Regions from separate parts of the Mus musculus genome. Here regions 2, 3 and 4 are each linked to region 1. The links are chromatin contacts, called in public Hi-C and Micro-C maps. All regions are on one chromosome and are shown on one strand. Each heading gives the region's core, a stretch centred on a gene start, on an enhancer-like site or on the middle of the called end of the contact. The rest is flanking DNA. Distances are from core to core; before and after follow the strand shown. Region 1 overlaps Gm12153 (a long non-coding RNA gene). Region 2 holds the start of Adra1b (adrenergic receptor, alpha 1b). Region 3 has its middle 180 kb from the start of Il12b. Region 4 has its middle 32 kb from the start of Gm12153.

Region 1 (3,178 bases), core at 404-2,903:
ACTGAGCTAAATTCAGTCCTCCCAGTGTGTCACGTATTATGGATGATCCTTCCATTCTGGCCATTAGATAATGATGATGATGACAAAGATGGTGAGCACGACAATGACAATGATGATAATGATAATGGGGAGGAGGAGACGGAGAAAAACAAGGAAGTAGCAGAAGAGAAAGCAGAAAGAGAAGAAGGAAAGACTGAGTTTCAAGTTCTTATATGTAAAGTGGGATTTTAATATGTTTTCTGAGAAGATGTTTGTTACCTAAACAGAAAAATGGTTATAAATGTGACCCCCGCAGTTCCAGGCAACATAAACATGCAACCAGTCTTGGGTAATGATAAGAAGTAGGATCCAGTTATTCTTTGGAGTGGAGGTGTCTTCTAGACGAAGTGAAGAGATTTAGGTGTCATCCCTGAGGTGAGCAGAGAGAATCAAGGAAGCTGTCATGAGACATGTCTAATGTTATAGTCTGTCAAAAGTGGCTATCATCCTTGAAGATTATTTAGATCCAAAATATTATCTTTTCCAGACATAAACTTCTTTGAGCTAAAGTGAATCCTTCATAAGTTCCCCAGATTTTCAACACTCTTAGGGGAGGTATTTCCATCACATACCAGTTCCGGTTCGTGATGTCACCATATGGTGCTGTCCAGAAGCTAGGGGATCAATCCATTTAGATAGAAAGATGAATACAGGTCCAGAACTGGGTAGCCTTTGTGCTACTAAAGCCCAGCTGAGCAGGCCTCCTGGGACAGTGGGTGGGAAGGAGACAGCACCATAGTGGAAAAAGTTGCTTTAATTTTAACTTTTATTCTGCGTTAACCATTTTCCCACACTATTTTGTAACTCACAGTAAGGAACGAGAACAAAGCAATAAAAGCAGAATATATTCAAATAAAGGCCCACAGTGCCGTGTAGTAGTAGGTGGTGGTGTCCTTTGGGGCTCATTTTTTTTTAACTGCCTCATTTGTTTCTGAATCTGAAATTTCAAAACTCAGAAGAAAAATATCTCAGTCTTTTGACTCATGTTCTAAAACATAAACGTTTAGATTGTCTTTGAATCAATGCATAAAAACATAGCTCCCGAATGCCCCTTTCCTTCCGTGATGCCATCCTGATGATGTCATTCATTCGTGAGTAACTTACAAGGAAAGCTTTGGTATTTTCTTCATCTGTCACCTTAATCCATCTCTGCACACAGTAGAGTTGTATCATATACATAATACACTGTGCCTTTAGCAAAAATAGGGCCGAGCTAGAGAGAAGTAGGAAACCACAGAGGAGTCCACTCAATACCCCACTAGCCCACAGGCAACTGCTTGTGTGTCTGTCTCAGAAAAATCTCTAATTGAAAACATAATTGTCCAGGTCGAGCACCAATATAAGTGTTCAAAATTCAACTTTTGGTGATCACAGAAAGAACATCACCATCGTCAAACCCTGCAGGAAACCTAACAGTTATTGGAGGGTGATTTCCATGGTATGTACCATCTTCAAACTAACCTCTCTCCTTTCTCCCCAAAGATGTGACTTTAGTTCAGGCCAGAGGCAGGAGACACCAATTGGGATAGCTGCCCAGATCACAGGGGTTGTCTCCATGGCACCCTCTGTCCTGTCTCTGTACTAACTGCTTCTGGAGCAGAGACATCTGACCCAAGCCAAGGAAATCAGAGTCTGCCTCTCAGGAAGCGGTGACCTCAGTAGAAAAATGCAGACAGGGATGTCTGTGTGGCCACTGAGTGGCATTTCCAGCAATCCTCTGGGCTGAAGTCAAACTGGCCAGGTCCCTTACTCTTATCAAATCCTAATTGCTTAATAACTTACTTAACCTAATGAATTTTCATAGCGTCATCAAGTAAACTAAAGTGAAGTTCTGTTTTGTTTTGTTTTGTTTTGTTTTGTTTGGGGAGGATTACGAAGAACCTTCAAGAATCTATTGGATTATCATCCCCTTAAGTTAAGATTCTTAGAATTATAACTGACTTACTAATGAGTCATCAAAGAGCCCAGAGAGTGTCTGCTGTAAGAACAGCCCTGGGTATCACAAAAGGAAGATACCAAAGGCAAGAATCAGAGTAGTGCCTACAGTGGGTGCCATGGAACTTTACGCCAACAAGATGATCTGGTCTTAAACCGTTCTAATATCGGTAAAGTTCTAAGTTAGAGAAGGGAAGTGCACTCTAACACTTACACAGGATGTCCTTCAAATAAGCCCTTCAGATGTACACAAATACTCACAGGAAAGACATTCAATATGTTTAAGTCAGAATTTCTGAAACATATTTCAAATAGCTTCTAGTTTTCTCTTCCTTACTTCCATCTCTGTCCTAGTTTATTCTCTGTGACTGTAATAAATCACTGACCAAAAGCAACTGGAGGAGGAAAATGTTTATTTTAGCTTACAGGTCCATTTTCAAAGGAAACCAGGGTAGGAGCTCAAGGCAGAAGCTTGAAGCAAAAACCTATGGAGGAATACTGCTTGTTGGCTTGCTCCCAGACTCATCATTTAGCTAACTTGCTTGTACGGCCTATGCCTACCTGCCTAGGGATGGTGTCACCCACAGTGGACTGGGCTGACACCAATTAGCAATCCAAAAATGATCCCACAGACATTACAACATGTCACTCTGATGGATATAATTCCTCAACTAAGGTTCCCTCTTCCCAGATGACTCTGGGCTTTTGTAAAGTTGACAACTGAAGTTAACTGTGACAATTACCCTACTCACAATTAATCTACTACCAACATTTTGGGAAGCATAACCAGAATTAGGTGAACAAAACTTCTAGTAGCTTTGTCTTTACACTTACAACTCTAGTACAGAAGTTTGATCTTCTTCCTTATGTATTTGCAGATAACTATGGGGTCTGGCCCCATGCTGGATGTTCTAGGGACTGCTATGGTGTTATGGAGAGAATAGAGAGACTTGGTTAGAGTTGCAGCTCCAATCTGAAACTCAAAACTGACTTATTACTGAAGATCTTCCCATCAGACAGGGTTAATGACACCCACCTCACCTCAGCCCTGAACAGTAAAACAAATTGAAAAGGATAATGGATAGGAGAACACTTTGTGAACTCCAAGGCATTAAATTAACATTAGATTTTTTAAAAACGAATAAATAATTTATAAGATGATGTCAGATTCTGATATTAGGATTAATCTTCTTTACAATCTTGA
Region 2 (3,178 bases), core at 296-2,795, 230 kb after region 1:
TCACACGGGTCCCATCCTCAAAACAGAAATCAAAATGAGACTAGTTCTCTCATCAAGTCGGGAGAAAAGGCAGCATGAACGTAGCACATGGTCTAGCATCTAAGTATTGGGAGACAGAGAATCTTGAGTTCAAAACCAACCTGAAGACCTTCTTTCTTTTTTTTTTTTTTTTTTTTTTTTTTGAAGACCTTCTTTCTAAAAACAAACAAACAAACAAACAAACAAGAAAATTCTTCCCTGGTTTGACTTTTTTCTTCTTCCTTTTTGTAATTACCCACCTCTGGAAATAGGGTTTGTAGCCTAATAGCCTACATGTATACAAGGCAATACAAGAAAAGAGCCAACAGGCAAGACCCCCCCCCCCAAGTCCCTTCCCCAGGATTTGGCAATCAGTCCTCACTCTCTACTCCCAGAGATACAACTAGCTCCCTCTCACCCTTCCCTCCCTTCCTCCCTCCTTCCCTCCTTCCCTCCTTCCCTCCTTCCCTCCCTCCCTCCTCCCTCCTTCCCTCCCTCCCTCAACTATCTCTTTAGTGACAACCCCAAGCCCCTTCTTAAAATGTCAAGTTCAGCCTAGAGATGCTGCTCACTTGGTAGAGTATGTGCTTGCCTAGAATGCACGAAGCCCTGAATTCCATCCCCAGTATCAAATAAACCAACCACGGCGGTACATGCTTGTAATTCCAGCACTCAGGAGGTGGCCATAGGAAAATCAAGAGTTCAAAGGTATTCTTGTGTTATACAGTGAGCTGGAGGGCAACCTGAGCTACATCATACTCTGTCATTAAAAAAAAAAATCCAATTCATATTCTTCCATACCCTGGTTGCATTTCTCTGTCCTCAATTAATCTTCTCCTAAACTCCTGTCATTAGATGTCTCGCTTCAGATTTTGCTTGTTTGATAAGCTTCCACTTGCCGGTCAGGAATCTGGGTACCCTTCTAACTGTTGGAGAACAGTGCCTAGAATGGAGCCACTGCCTGGAGGTGGACATTAACAATCCACTGAAGGAATGTGTGCAGGGAATAACTGAACGAATGAATGAGCAACAGAAGTTTCTAGGTTTTATCAAGGCCAAAGAGGTTGCAAGGGGGAACTAAAGTATACGCCTGGTCTCAGATGTGACTCAAGTCTCTGTCACCTGCCTAACGCAGGGATTTTCTTCCTTTTGTAGAAGCCAGTTGTGTAGAAGTTGCACATCTCTCTGAACCCATGGCTTGACTCCAGGAGCCCCCATTAGAGGTAAGCATCCCCACCCTACCTTTTAACTGAAGCGTGAACAGGGGGAAAAAATAATCCCAGCGGGCCCCCTGGGGTGTATGAACCGGGATGCCCACACCCGGATCCCCTGCTCTGCTCCCCGCCCCATCCCCGCAGAGGGAGCGGTGCCGGGCGCGGCAGGTCTCCAAGCCGACTAGGCTGGCGCTGGCGTCGGGGCTGCGCTCCTTGGCTGGACCCGCATTGCCCCCTAGTGCCGCACAGAGTCAGGGCGCCCGGGCTTCCCCGCCTGATGTCACCGCCGTGCAGTCAGCCCAGAGGCGGCTCATTGAAAGCAGACCCTCCTCGCGATCGCTGGGCGGAGAAGGCACCGCGGTCCGTAGACCCGCCGCGGGCCGGGCACAGCCGGGCACCCCCGGCCCGGCGCCCGCTCCTCCCCGCGCTCCCGCGCCAGCCCGGCCAGGCGCGCCTGACGTGGACCATTAAACTTGGAGCTGCCGCCTCGTCCCCTCTCTCCTCCTCCTCCCTCTGACAGGCGAGCGAGCCGCTGGGTGCAGGCAGGCGACGTGCTGCCGGGCTAGGCTGCCCGGGGGAGATGACTTCTCGCCAGGAGGACGCCTCTGGAAAGAAGACCACGGAGGGAGCAAAGTTTCAGGGCAGCTGAGGAGCTTTGGTCGCAGCCCTTCCGAGCCCAATCTCCTCCCTGGCTATGGAGGGCGGACTTTAAAATGAATCCCGATCTGGACACCGGCCACAACACATCAGCACCTGCCCACTGGGGAGAGTTGAAAGATGCCAACTTCACTGGCCCCAACCAGACCTCGAGCAACTCCACACTGCCCCAGCTGGACGTCACCAGGGCCATCTCTGTGGGCCTGGTGCTGGGCGCCTTCATCCTCTTTGCCATCGTGGGCAACATCTTGGTCATCCTGTCGGTGGCCTGCAACCGGCACCTGCGGACGCCCACCAACTACTTCATTGTCAACCTGGCCATTGCTGACCTGCTGTTGAGCTTCACAGTCCTGCCCTTCTCCGCTACCCTGGAAGTGCTCGGCTACTGGGTGCTGGGGCGCATCTTCTGTGACATCTGGGCAGCGGTTGATGTCCTGTGTTGCACGGCCTCCATCCTGAGCCTATGTGCCATCTCCATTGACCGCTACATTGGGGTGCGATACTCTCTGCAGTACCCCACGCTGGTCACCCGCAGGAAGGCCATCTTGGCGCTCCTCAGTGTGTGGGTCTTGTCCACGGTCATCTCCATCGGGCCTCTCCTTGGATGGAAAGAACCTGCGCCCAATGACGACAAAGAATGTGGGGTCACAGAAGAACCCTTCTACGCCCTCTTTTCCTCCCTGGGCTCCTTCTACATCCCACTGGCGGTCATCCTGGTCATGTACTGCCGAGTCTACATCGTGGCCAAGAGGACCACCAAGAATCTGGAGGCGGGAGTCATGAAGGAAATGTCCAACTCCAAAGAGCTGACCCTGAGAATCCACTCTAAGAACTTTCATGAGGACACCCTCAGCAGTACCAAGGCCAAGGGCCACAACCCCAGGAGTTCCATAGCTGTCAAACTTTTTAAGTTCTCCAGGGAAAAGAAAGCAGCCAAAACCTTGGGCATTGTAGTCGGAATGTTCATCTTATGTTGGCTCCCCTTCTTCATCGCTCTCCCACTTGGTAAGTTGGGGGCTGGCAGAGGGGAGGTAGACCTACATTGGTTTTCCTGATGATCTCACACCAAAGTTTTTGTGTGGGTTTGGTTATTTTTATGCCATCAGTGTGTGTTTGGAGACTGGATAATACTATTTGTTCTGCAAGGGCTTTGCAGATTGGGGAACTGGCTAAGAACCAACTCAGGTGTTGGTGAAAAAAAAGCTAAGATACTAGGCACTTGAAATAGAAGCACGGAAGGAGAATCTGGGATGTGGAATGACTCAGTCACTGGCCTCAGTTTAATAATT
Region 3 (3,178 bases), core at 339-2,838, 150 kb before region 1:
CTTTCTCCTTGGAGGCTATTGGCCACCAGCCCAAGAGGACAAAAGGGACAAAGATGTGGGTCCAGAAGGCTGTGAGTATGGTGGAATGACTTCCAGAGACCACTACAGTAAGATGAGTCTACTTTAGTGTTTCAGGGATAGGGTATATAAGGGCTTTCAAGGCATATGTGTGGAAAGTGCTAATTTGTCATAGCATCAAGCATGTGGGAAGGCCTGATTGGTTATAATTCAACACCTAATTATCATGTGGGCAGGATTCCAGAGTGGAATGTGTGTGCTGAGTTATACGGCCTTGTAGAGAGCTCTGAACAAGATCACTTATCAGGCAATGCCTGAAAAGGCCAGTCACCTGTGTTCAGGGACACTCTCCAGACAAGGGCACACAGAGACAGGGAAGCCCCATTGAGAAATGGAGTCCCCAATTTTACACCAAACTCAGAAAGCCATCCTGTCATGGTGGCCTGATGCCTTAATAACAGGGTTCTCCAACAGCAATCCATCAGATAAGCTCGGGCTCTGAAATTTGAATGGGCTCTTCAGTCTACTGAGTATGTTGTACCATCACCGATTTAGGCTCAGGATGTCTGAGGTGGAGCCAAATGGCTGTATCACTGAGAGAAACAAAGCTTTGGAACACAATTCACGAGTTATAAAACCTTAGGGAAGTCCTTACTTCCAGTGCCTCCCTAGTTTCTTCATCTCTAAGGCAGATGAAGATATTTCCTATTCATAGGTTTACTAGTTGAATTAAGGCCAATAATCTGTGTAAAAAGCTGCTTGTGATGGCCACTAGCAAAACGTCGGCTATCCTGACTACACAGACATTCTTGTAGAGAGAATCTCTTAAAAGCAACACATGCCAATAAAATAAAAACCCTATTGCCAATGAGCTAAGGCAGGAAATAGGAAGTGGATCACTGGCCGGAAGAGAGAGGATTCTGGGAAGTAGTGAGAGAATAAAAGGAGATGCAGAGAGAGACGTTGGGAAGACACTGGAGGAGATGCTGAGGACACCAAAAGCAAGAAGTGGGCCTGGCCTGAAGGCGAGGTAACTAACCATGTGGAAGTCATAGAATAGTTTAAGTGGTTAAATATGTTATGAGCTAGTCAGGGACTGAGCCAACGCTTGTGGCCTAGACATCTATCAATAAATAATTAGTCTCAGAGTCATCATCTCCAGGACCAGGTGCAGGGAGACAAAACGATTTAACTTTTTAAAACACATTCTGAGTAAATACTTTTATGATAAAATGTCTATTGACTTGAACCCTCAGGTAGGCAGGATGCCCAGAGATACGTATCTTTTTACACCAGGAACTTGATCACCCTGTACTCTTCCCTAACTTGATCTGAATTCTCCACATCCCATAGGCATCAACTTTGAAAACATTTGATTCAGGAAGCGATGGCGTAAGGTGTTCAATAAGACCATTACTCCCCAAACAACACAGGTAATGAGAGTTATGTGAGGTGCTCCCGTTGCTTTCCAGACAAAGGAATGCTGGAAGGCTCCTATTTCCCCTGTGTGTCAGACACCAACACGAATCACCAAATATGTGAGCATGACAATCAAAGCCCAGCACTAGTCATATGTGCTAGGAGGCCAGTGGGAATGTGTATCTGGGATGGAGTGCTGAGTCAGAGGCCCAGCATTTGAAAGTGACCAAGGCTCCCTTGAGAGAAAAAAACAGTTCCATGATGAGCCATTTCCCTTTCCATGTGGGGCCTCTGGCTATAACCTGACCTGGATTTAGATTCTGAAGTTTTCATTTATTGAGTTTGGAAAATGCAATTCAAGAAATCTTTATTGAGCATCCATCATGCCAGGCTTTGGGCTAGGTGCAGGCACGCAAGAATAGAGCACTTTATATTGCAAGCTTGCTGTCAGTAGGTACAGCCAGCCTTCTGTGTTCATGGGGATGCATTTCAGGATATGATGTCTGAAAATAGTGCTAAAGTCTACACATAATATACTTTTCCCTAAACACCTGTATTAGTTACTTTTCTTATTTCTAGAACAAAACCCTGACAAAAGCAATTTAACACACAATGGGTTTATTATGGTGATGCAGAGCATCATGGGTAAGCACAGCGGTTGGGGCATAAGGTCACTAGTCACATCGGATCCTCAGTCAGGAAGTAGAGAGAGATGAATGATAGCAACCACTTAGCTTTCTCTTTTTTCCTTTTTTGTTCTCACTGGCATCCCAGTCCATAGAATGATACCACAGAATTCCCACAGATACTCGGAGAGGTGTACCTCCTAGGTGGTTCTATAGCCAATCAAGTTGACAATAAAACCATGCTGTCACAATGTACACACTTCTGATAAAGTTTAATGTGTAAGTTAGGCACAAAAAGTGATCAACCAACAATGATTATAATTATTCTCATATGCTCTCTCACAAAATATTTTATTGTGCCTACCTTTAAGGCTTCTCCTTGGCATGCTGGGATGCGAGTAGCATTAGTCTTGTGTCTCAGGGTCATTACTATGTAATGTAAGGGCTTCTTGAACACAAGCACTAGGGCAGATCAACTCTTGAGCTGATGATAATCTACACTGAGAATCAGTAGCTTATATGGTACAGTTACACAGAGTGGCAAAAAGATTTTATCATGTTCGGGTAGCATGCACATTCAGGAACTGTCTAATTAACAGTTTTAGACAGTGGTTACCTGTGAACTACTGAAGCTGCAGAGCAAAACCTTAGGTAAGAGGGAAGACTGCAATGAGAATGAATACAACCTCAGGCAACTGTGATGAGGCTAAAAAGGAAAAAGAAGACATGCGCTATTCTTTTGGAGAGTCAGGCAAGAGCCCTTCGAAGGATGGCTTCTTTAAAGGTGAAGTGTGAACACGAACAGGTCCTTCCCCAGCTGGGAAGGGGAGCATGTGAGAGCAAACAAACACTAAAACTAAACCAAGCATATGTGTGTGTTTGTGTGTGTGTGTGTGTGTGTGTGTGTGTGTGTGTGTGTGCATGTGTAGATTGAGGTGATTGATGGCCGTAACTAAGATGGAAGAGATGAGTGATATTAACAGAAACCATTTCTTGAAGACTGACTTTGGCTGTGACAGGTGCTGTCCTAAGCAGCACTTTGCTTGTAATCATTCTTTCAAGGCTCACAGTGGCTTCTCTGTCTACTTTGCAGATCATGAAATGGATGGAGCTAT
Region 4 (3,178 bases), core at 185-2,684, 140 kb after region 1:
GCTATGGCTTGCAAGGGAAGGAACTTCTAGGAATGGAGATGGAAGATGTCAAGAAGTTTGCTGTGCAAACTCAGAGAGCACTGTGGGTAGAACAATCGGTGCTGCCAGGAAGGAGAGATGGGTGCCTCCCATTCCAGTCCCACTTCCTTTTCTTTCTTTCTTTCTTTCTTTCTTTCTTTCTTTCTTTCTTTCTTCCTTTCTTTCTTTCTTTCTTTCTTCCTTTCCTTCCTTCCTTCCTTCCTTCCTTCCTTCCTTCCTTCCTTCCTTCCTTCCTTTCTTTCTTTTTTGATTATTTTTTATTAGATATTTTCTTTATATACATTTCAAGTGCTATCCCAAAAGTTCTCTATACCTTCCCCCTGCCCTGCTCCCCTACCTTTAAGCACCTTCCTCACTTGAAGCAAAAATTTTGCCATCTGTAATACAACTAAGATGCTAGCAGTGTAGGTCTCAGGAGGAGCAGGGAATGGAAATGATAAGGGAACAGAAGCCTAATGTGTGGCACCATGCTCACATGAGCTGAACAAAAACCTGTATCCACACCACTTTTAGGGAATGAAGTCGTGGGACACAGGGGCAAACCATTACCAGGTACCCAAGAAGAAAAAGAATCTACAGCTTTTTACTGTCTGGCTGTGAAGCAAGGTGGACCGAGAGGCAAGCCCAGAATTGGAACTTGACTCTGCCTGGCATCCAGTACCTGTACACTTAAACTCACTCCCAGCTCTGCCTCAGTCTTCACAACCACAGAATGGACCAAATGTTGGAGCTGGGCATGCCTCAGATGTGACATGCAACAAGAGCAAAGGAAATGTGACAGAAATAGTGTCACACAGAGGCCCACAGATTATTTCTTGTACTCTTGTGATTTGAACTAAGCATTGGACTGAATCCCCAATAAAGAGGAGGAAACCTAGGTCATATCTATTCTTCAGGTGGCCTTCCAAAGTTCTAACCTGACTCTAAACCTGACTGTGCCCCCATACCTCTTGGGGACATCGTTAAATGCAGTCTGGCTCAGGAGGACTGGAGTGTGCCCAAAGGAGAGTGCTACTGGGTCACAGAACACCCTCTGTGTGGCCAGGCTCTCCGAAGGCCACAAAAGCCAAGTGGTTACATAACCCAGAGCAGGCTGGTAGAGAGAAGCTCACAGGGAGAGGTGGGCCCTGCAAGTGGGTTCAGGATACACAGCTGTGGGCCTAATGATAAGCCTTGTGGGTGTCGGGTGTTGTCTAAATCCTATCATACTTATATTTCCCGAAATGTTCCTAAATGATGGATGTATTTTTGTCTTGGTTTCACAGATTACCAAAAAAAAAAAAAAAAAAAAAAAGCTACGGTCCAAAGAGATTGCATCACTTGCCCAGTGTTACACACCGTGCTATCCACAAGCCTCCAGTGTCAGAGCTGAACCCAGGGCAGATGACAGTGATACATGGTGCATTCCTGGACCAGCTGCCCCTCTAATCCCACAGCAGAGGGACACCCCCTGACACAGCACACTCTGAAGCTTGCTGAGAGCTGAGTCATTTAATGGCAGTGGCTTTAGGAGCCAGTCTCCAGCCTCACTGGCTCCTGCCGCACACAATATTTCTCTCCTTTCCGCACTCTGAACAGCTACATCCAATGTCTTTCTTTCACATTTCACAGGGTTTAAAAGCCTGGATTCTGATCTCAGCTTCACTGTCTATAAGTTGCTTAGCTTTGAAAGACTCCGCTTCTCCAATCTATCTTCTGGGCATAATCAGTATAGAGTCTATAGTGGGAAGGTTTTCTTTTTTCTCTTATATACAGTTTCATGCAGCCCATGCTGGCCTCAAACTCACTACGCAGCCAAAGATAACCTTGAACTTCCACTCCCCCTGCCTCTACCTCCAAGTTCTGACATATACTGGAAGGTACCACCTTGCCTGGTATATTCCGCACTGGGGATTGAACCTAGGACTTTGTGCATATTAGCCAAGCACTCCACTCACCATAGCTACATCCCCAGCCCTGGGAAGAATTACTGTGAAAATGGAGGTTGAGCATGTTCTCTGCTGGTTCGTCTTGCCCCTAGCACAGAATCACTATAGATGTGATTATTGAGGTAAAAATCAGGCTCCCAGCCTGTGCAGTGATTCAGCCACTGGGCTCGGTGGTGTGAATGACTCCACTTCTAGCAAGAGGTTTTCAGGCTATTGCACCTGCCAGCATGCATATACACTGCTCCCATAGAAAAATGGAAACCGAGTTACAGGAATGGGGGGCATAATCGCACATCAGGGAAGCATTTTGCACAAACAAATGTTGCATCAACTTTCATGGCTCTGGCCCCAGGCTGGCTATGAGTCAGACTCGCAGCCCCATCTTCAAGCTAGTGGTTGTCCTGAGGCTTAGACCTACTCATTCCCCTCCTACCTGCCATCTCCTGCCACTGCCCTGCATTCCCCAAGGAGCCAGGGATGAAAGAGAGATGCCTGTGAGCAACTGCCATGCTGGCCCGCCAGCATTCGTTAATGCTATTAAAAGATACCCCAAGTCATTACTGTGGCATTGTGGGACTCCGCTGATTGCAGCTAATCTCTGGTTCCTTTTGTGCTCCTAATGGAGGGAGCCTAGCACTGACAAAATAAAAAGAAAGAAAGAAAGAAAGAAAGAAAGAAAGAAAGAAAGAAAGAAAGAAAGAAAGAAAGAAAGAAAGGACATTCTGTTTCCTTTTTTTCTAATATTTAGTTTAAGAAAAAATAGCTAGGGGCAAAAAGTGATATTCAACAGCTAAAAATGAGTAAGATAAGAATAAAAATACAGAGAAGGTGATTTGAAAAATGGTTTTCTTTTCAGCCAGCAGACCCTGAGACAATAGCCACCCGGATGAGCTCAGGGCCAGAGGACAGGAGTCATTTGGTGAGCACACTGTTCCCACTCCCTCCTCTTTCCGCCACCTCTGATTACATCAGTGAGAAATTCTCTCAGTGCTAGTGAGGCTTCAACACCCTGGGACACAGTTAATCTCCCTTTCCTAACAGCAGGAACAGCCTGCGCCAGTGTGCAATGCAGGGCAGGCTGCTGGGACTACAACCTGAGCCGGGTCCCAGGGACTCTATGAATATACGACTTTGTGGTTCTTTTTTTTTTTTATTTTATTTTTTCAGATGTAAGATGTGATTCGCAAGCATCTGATATTGTGGGTGAGTAG

What was found. A called contact is a pair of places that touch in the nucleus more often than the background predicts.
Region 2: a Hi-C map of the C2C12 cell line shows a contact between it and region 1, with 2.2 times the contacts expected there. The contact joins the promoter of Adra1b here to the enhancer-like site in region 1. A contact is called at or near these places in 4 of 484 Hi-C or Micro-C datasets (the C2C12 cell line, cerebral cortex and embryonic fibroblasts), 4 of 115 datasets of contacts at active chromatin or transcription factors (VIP interneurons, kidney, neural progenitor cells and 1 more) and 1 of 9 other capture datasets (liver).
Region 3: a Micro-C map of embryonic fibroblasts shows a contact between it and region 1, with 2.1 times the contacts expected there. The contact joins two enhancer-like sites. A contact is called at or near these places in 3 of 484 Hi-C or Micro-C datasets (the AML12 cell line and embryonic fibroblasts).
Region 4: a contact with region 1 is called in a Hi-C map of the C2C12 cell line, with 2.2 times the contacts expected there. The contact joins two enhancer-like sites. A contact is called at or near these places in 5 of 484 Hi-C or Micro-C datasets (the C2C12 cell line, adipose-derived mesenchymal stem cells, embryonic fibroblasts and 2 more) and 1 of 115 datasets of contacts at active chromatin or transcription factors (double positive thymocytes).

The regions. Positions count from the first base shown.
Region 1 is chr11:44,064,801-44,067,978 of GRCm38.p6, reverse strand. All of the region lies in intron 5 of Gm12153 (a long non-coding RNA gene), which reads right to left. Among named protein-coding and RNA genes, the nearest start is that of Gm12153, 110 kb to the right of the region's middle. Within about 2 kb of position 1,653, at least 13 of the 459 cell types and tissues checked have an H3K27ac peak or open chromatin away from gene starts, as enhancers often do. A contact at or near this core is called in the C2C12 cell line and embryonic fibroblasts, where this site is marked.
Region 2 is chr11:43,834,856-43,838,033 of GRCm38.p6, reverse strand. It overlaps Adra1b (adrenergic receptor, alpha 1b), which reads left to right and starts at 1,545. Exons shown (of 2, transcript NM_007416.4): 1 at 1,545-2,894. The coding sequence starts at 1,946.
Region 3 is chr11:44,214,976-44,218,153 of GRCm38.p6, reverse strand. No RefSeq gene overlaps it. Among named protein-coding and RNA genes, the nearest start is that of Il12b, 180 kb to the left of the region's middle. Within about 2 kb of position 1,588, at least 19 of the 459 cell types and tissues checked have an H3K27ac peak or open chromatin away from gene starts, as enhancers often do. A contact at or near this core is called in embryonic fibroblasts, where this site is marked.
Region 4 is chr11:43,925,562-43,928,739 of GRCm38.p6, reverse strand. No RefSeq gene overlaps it. Among named protein-coding and RNA genes, the nearest start is that of Gm12153, 32 kb to the left of the region's middle. Within about 2 kb of position 1,434, at least 57 of the 459 cell types and tissues checked have an H3K27ac peak or open chromatin away from gene starts, as enhancers often do. A contact at or near this core is called in the C2C12 cell line and embryonic fibroblasts, where this site is marked.